2 separate regions of the Sus scrofa genome follow, and region 1 is linked to region 2. The links are chromatin contacts, called in public promoter capture Hi-C maps. All regions are on one chromosome and are shown on one strand. The core of a region is the stretch at or near the end of the contact, and the rest is flanking DNA. Distances in the headings are between cores, read along the strand shown.

Region 1 (3,074 bases), core at 26-2,525, 310 kb before region 2:
AAATTCTTTTTTACAAAGAAGATAAACTTTAAAACATTATTTAGAAACACGGAGGTGAATCTTGAAGAAACTCTGAAAAACATAGACTGTGGAGATGGGAAGGGACATAGCAAGGCAAGGCCTGCTATGTTTTGTTATAAATCTTTTGGTACTATTGACTTTTTAAACTTTGCATATGTCCTACTTTGAAAAAAATTAAAACAGACCAAACAAAAACACCCTTCTAAACAAAACTCAGGTTAAATAGGAAATCAAAAATAACCATTACAAGCCAAGTTCCTGGGACAAACTCGTATTTGAAGTCATGCAGTCTTAGGTTCGAATCCAAGCTCACCGCTTATAATGAGTCCCTGGCCAAGTTACCCAACCTTTCTGAGCTTCAATTTCCTCCCATGTAACAACACTTAACAGTAGGGTTGTTGAAAAATTAAAGGCTAATACACGGAAAACTATACTCCCCCTGCCCTATCCATGCTGGCAATAAAACTCAGTAAATGGTAGGTGATACTGTCATCGTTATGCAGGAATGAAATTAGCAACTTGGGGCTCCCCGATATTATTTGCTCCTACAGAAGCAAAAACTTTTGTTTTAAGGCAAAAGTGGTCAGAACCATTGGTCCTCAAGTATTCAGTCGGTGCCAATTCTAAAGCAAGAACACATGCCGGGGAGAGAAGACACTGCTAAATTTGGTTGGTTTCAAAACTGAGTGTGGGAGGGAGCTCAACGACTCAGTGTAAATTTCGTTTCCGTAAGGGTCGCGGAGAGTAGGTGGGGAGAAGGACTCTAGAGCGCGGGGAATCGGCGGACAGAACTCCTTTAGCGCACTTCCGGGCCCCTCCTTAAAACTACAGATCCCAGGAGGCAGCGCGCCCGGTCATGCGGCCCCAGGGCCGTAAGGCCCACTGGGAGTGGTAGTCTTTTGGTTAGGGGATCCGCGCCAAAGGCTTACCTGAGGGATTGTGTTGTCTGTCTCGGCCCCTCCGCTCCGGTCCAGGAAGAAAGTGCCGAGGCGCGGCATGGGGATCTCAGTGCGCACCGGGAGCTTTTCGTGGGACATCAGGATATCGTCCAGGGAAAGAAAGTTCTCCTCAGGCCCCAGCGCACCCGACTCCACCCGGAAATAAGCCTCGGACATGGCGGCGGTCCACTCTCGTTGTTCTGGAGACCTCGGGGAGTCAGGGATGTAGAAGGAGGAGGAGGTGGCGGTGGCTGAGGCTGGTCAGGATTTTGAAGGTTGAGGAGGTCCTTGCGGCCACCTGGTAGGATTCAAACTCTTTTCCCGCGCCCGGGGTTGGGCCAGACAGAAGCAGTCGATCTAGGCGGGTCTTCCCAGGAAGAAGCAATCGACAAAATCTGCGGATTTGGTTTTGCGCAACTCCTTGGTAAGGGCGCAGTAGGTGGATCCGCACTAAGTTTTCTTCCCGCAGTGTAGCCCAGGGTGAGAACTTCAAAGAGAAGCAGGAAATGCCGTTGAAGCTGCAGGAAGCGTCTGCACTAGACTGAGTTATGTGGTCTTTTAAATGTTTACATGAAATTAAAAACACTTTGCAGTACATTTAGGGGCTTAAAAAAGACCATTGCGCCCTTCCTCTCAGGCCTGATCCAGTCTGGCTTAATTATTACAGTTTGTCAGTCTCTGAGAATCTCTGTTAATCTTGAAACATTAAAAACAAAGCAACACTCTAACACTAGCCCCTGACAGTTATTACAGACTTTTCGGAGGAGGTATAGTAGGGTAGATGGGGGGGTGGTGGTGGAGGAGCGCACGTGGCTTGCAGAGGTCCTGAGTCTATGTCAGGACCTCCCAGTTCACCTTACCATCAACGGCTAACTCCATTTGTGGCTTTTATTTTAAATCCTTAAAAGAAGAAATCTAATGGGCAGTTCATCTCTTTTTGAGGCAGGCCACAATGGTCATAGGTGGCAAGACATTCCATAGATTGGGTGCCAGTCATGTGCCATCACTGGTCTGGTGGGAAGGGGATGTGGTACCAGACTTGGGGGCGTTAGTCAGGGCTATGGATGGTGGCAGTGTTGAGAGAGGCACTACAAAACTTACTTCATAAAGAAGGACATTCTGGGCTATAGAGCCATGAGCAGAGGGTTCATGGAAAAGGAATGTGTATTCATCATGTTTTTTATTTTCTGTCCTTTATGAGGCTTTGATATCTTGGGGCCTTGCAGCTTGGGTAGGAACTGTTCCTCCCAGGGTGAGCTAATTCCTAGAGTCGCAAACAACTTGCCTGTGAACATGCCTTCCGTGTACAAACTAACTGATCCAGAGCCCATATCCCAAGCCTTTATCTAACTCCCACATACCAAACCAGTATTTCCCCGCCCTAAATCACCCCAGGGCCAAGAACTGGACAGTTGGAGACCAGCCTTATTCAAACTATCCAATCCTAAATTTGTTTAAACCTGCCTACTCTGCTTCACCCATTTCTTCCCACAGAAACCACAGTAAAGGCTCTGGGAGTGTTTTCAGGGTCCTTCAGTAAAGGGGTGTCCTCCCCTCCCTCCTTCTGCCTCCTGACAGGCCCGTCAGGTACTTCCCTGTGTGACCCTACATGACATGATATGCTCCTTTCTCTTGGGAAGGGTGAGCATTGAAACTTCTTTCAGTGGCACAGACCACTCTGTCATCACTCAGTGATCTCTGTAAGTTAAAGCCTGGGCATCGACAAGACAAGAGGCAGTGGGGGAGGCGGGCAAATCGTGGGAAGCCTTGAGAGCTCTTCTAAGAGGGTTAGCCTATTCCATAGGAAATGGGAGGAAACGTGTAAGGTTTTTGAGCCAGTGATACCATATATCCGAGCTTTAAGTAGAGAATTCTGGCAGTGGGTGAACAGGGAGCGATTAGACACAGGGAACCCCGTTTGGAAGCTGTTCAGTGAGCCGTAACTGGCAAGTAAATGGATATAGAAAAGAAGGATCGAGAAGGTCAGAGATGATTGAGGTTTTTAACTTAGTTGATTAGGTGGATGGAGGTGTCACAAATAGATGTGCAGAGTACAGGAATATGGGCAGCTGGAGGCAGAAGATGAGTCTGGTTTGGCACTCATGGAGTCTAGGA
Region 2 (3,064 bases), core at 272-2,771:
ATTAGGGCTAGGGTGGGGTAAGACTCGAAGCCAGCACACCTACAGCCCTCTTAGAAGAACCAGCTACAGCTGCACTCTGACCTAGACCCTCCCTTGGTCTCACAAGCAGGGAGAACAGTATACATAGGGTTAGTAAAAATATTTTAGGCAACAAATTCCAAACTGAAACCAAGTTAACGGAAATATTCCCTAATTCTTGAAACTTGTTCTCTCTCTCTCTTGAGTTAATCTTTTTCCCACCACCAAAGTCAGGGGTTTCTGACTTCTTCCTCCAGGTGGGGGCCAGCTCCCTCCCATCAAGAGTGTCAGCTACCCACCTCTCCCGCATTACTTACAAGTATGTAGACATGGGTGGCCCAGTTGCCCCGCTCGTGGGGGAATGTGCGCACCCGGCCCCCATGTTTTGCACTGTCATCTGCAGGCCCCTCCTCCGTGCCCGGGAACATGTGCAGCACGCTCTCGGTACTGGCAACCTCTGGCTGGAAAGAGGGCTCTGGCCCCTGCAAGAGAAAAGAAAACAAGCACATTTAGCCTCCTGGCATTCTCTTCCTCTGTACACTCGATGAAAGTTGTAACCCCTTGGACCAGGTGACTCTGCTTGTCTATTTCTCACCAGGTGCTGTAAGCAGTTTCTAGATAACCACACCGCTCTTTCCCTAGTACTGTCTCATTGTGGGGGGCTCCCAACAACTCCAGGAGGCAGACCTCAGCAGGGAAACAACCCCAACAACCCCGCAGGCTGCAACATGTGGTTTAGAAGTCACAAGCCTTAACTGGACAAGCCTGAGTTGGAGTGGCTCTGTAGTCTTGGGCAAGTCAGGGGCCCTTTGGGGGCCTCAGTTTTCTCATCTCTAAAGCGTACTTCCACCGATAGGGCTGCTGTGAGATGAACCGACATTCGTTTTGTAAAGTACTCAACAAACAGCAGGCCTGGCAACTATGAATGGAAGCTCCACAAAGTAGAAGACTTCGATGGTGTCGCTCACTGCGGAGTCCCCAGTCCAGAGCCTGGCACAGAGAGGATCTCAATGAATATTTAATGGATGAATGAAAACACTCTCCAAAAAAGGAAACTGACCAAGTGTGGTACAGTGATGCGCGCCAGGAGACAGTGGACCAGCGGCAGAGACTGGACCCGAACTCACATTTCCTGCCTCCTAACCTTGTCCGAGCCAGGCGGGGGTACTCTGGGGCTTTGTCCAGGGCTGTCCTCTGGATCCTCCTTCCCCGCACTGCCCCTTTTTCTTCCCTTTCGAGCAGCCCCGAACCCTATGGTCCGGCCCCGGAGCTCCGGGAGCTATCTCATACTCTCCCCATAAGACTTCCTCGCTCCTCACCGACTGCGGCCTCTAGCCCCCGGCTGGGCCCGGGTCCCGGCCTTGGCCTCGGCCTCGGCCTCATCCTCGGAGCCACTGCTGCTGTAGCCCACCAGGGGCGCCGTACTCATGGGGCCCCCCTCCACGACAACACGGCGGGTCAGCCAGCAATCGCGCCGCACCCGGAATTCCGCTGCGCCGGAAGTGCTCTCCCGGGGGCGGGGCCCGGATTAGCACCGCCTCGGGGCGGGGTTTGGGGCGGGGCCCGGCAGCGAGGTAGCAAAAGACTACCCATCCAGACCACGCTGCTTGCCGGCTCGCCGCGCTCTGACAGCTACCTGGAACGTCCCGGAACTCCCACCCTCCGTGTGCCCATTTCACAGATCGCTCTGGGCCCTGACCTCTCTGCCCGTTGCTCTGTCTGCAGCAACTCTGGACCTCCCAGCAACGGATAGTCTCTGGGTCAGCGGTCAGCGCACTAGACCCAGTGGAGCTCCTTGCCCTTCGCGGTCTGGACGAGTCAGAGTCCCCGGGGCCCCTTCCCAAGTTGGCCCAAAATTAAGCTCCGGGGGACACCTCTTCAAAGAGCGAGCTGAGCAGTCAGAGGCCGGTCAGTTCCAGCAAATCAGAGGGTCTAGGAGGCCCCTCCTCTCAGGTTCAGGGGTCGGGCCAGGGGCTGGGCTCTGGGAGCCCCCACCCCTAACGCCGAGTAGGGTGGTAGGAAGCAGAGCGCCCTCCCTGGGTCAGCTGAGGCGTGCTGGCCAGACCGCAGGAGAGCGGCCCCGCGCGTCTGGCGGTCCGACCCGGCCCGGCCGCGGGGTCCCCGGCAGGGGGCGGTCTCGCTCCGCGCCTCCCGCTCCTCCCGCAGCCGCCACCGCCCCAGCTGCCGCTCCTCCCCCGGCCCCGCCTCCCTGGCCCCCGCGCCGCCCGCCTGTCCGCCGGTCTCTGCAAGGCCATCGGTCCGTCTGCCCGCCTGCCCTCCCAGCGCTCCTCCGCCCCAGCCCCGCTATCCCAGCTGCGCACGTCGCTTCCTCGGTTCCGGCCGCCGCTAGCCCGTTCCCCGCCCCCAGGCCGGCCGCCGCCGCTACGCGAGCCCGGGGATTGGCAGCGCGCGTAGGCCGCGCTACAGCGGATGGAGTCGGAATAAAGGGGCGGCCGAAAGAGCAGCCAGTCGCCACTCGCCCCGCGCCTGACCCCGCGGGCGGCCTGGAGCAGGTGAGCGGCGGGGCGCCCGGGACCGCGTCTGGGGGCCACTCCCGCGCCCGCCGCACCCCTTCCCCAGCCGGCCCGGCCGCCCCCCCACTCCCTCCGGCTCGACCCGGCGGCCTCCTGAGCTCCTGGGCGGCCCAGGCCGGCCTTGACGCGCAGCTGCCTCCCGGGCCCGGCCTGTTGCCCTGGGGCCTTCCTCGGGCCCAATCGCCCGCGGGGCGGGCGCTCGGCAGCAGCGGCCTGGCCATTCCTCACGAGGGGTGACAGGAGGCAGCCCAGCTGGGCTGGCGGGCAAGTGCTGGTGGGGAGGTGATCGGCTTTCATTCGGTTTCCCAGGGAAGAGGAAGGGCCGGGGTGCGGTGCAGGTGGGGACCGCCTCTTGCCTCCCTTACCCCAGTCTCTCATCCTCTTTGCTGAGTGATCAGAGGGGGCCTCCTGGCTGCACCTTCCTGGAGGGGGGCCGGGGTGGGCGGCAGAGCTGGAGGCTCAGGGCTAGGGACCCTCGATCTGGCAGCCATTCACGTCAGGAAATAAAAAAA

The links. Promoter capture Hi-C pulls out the DNA fragments that hold promoters and counts their contacts.
Region 1: a contact with region 2 is called in a promoter capture Hi-C map of liver, with 6 times the contacts expected there. The contact joins the promoter of GINS3 here to the promoter of USB1 in region 2. A contact is called at or near these places in 1 of 5 promoter capture datasets (liver) and 1 of 47 Hi-C or Micro-C datasets (liver).

What each region holds. Positions count from the first base shown.
Region 1 is chr6:20,160,897-20,163,970 of Sscrofa11.1, reverse strand. GINS3 (GINS complex subunit 3) reads right to left here and starts at 1,275. Exons shown (of 3, transcript NM_001244332.1): 1 at 951-1,275. The coding sequence starts at 1,136.
Region 2 is chr6:19,850,477-19,853,540 of Sscrofa11.1, reverse strand. USB1 (U6 snRNA biogenesis phosphodiesterase 1) reads right to left here and starts at 1,521. Exons shown (of 9, transcript NM_001244803.1): 1 at 1,338-1,521; 2 at 464-500; 3 at 340-461; 4 at 336-337. The coding sequence starts at 1,447. The region is part of intron 1 of CNGB1 (cyclic nucleotide-gated cation channel beta-1); the gene reads left to right. The region is part of intron 1 of ZNF319 (zinc finger protein 319); the gene reads left to right.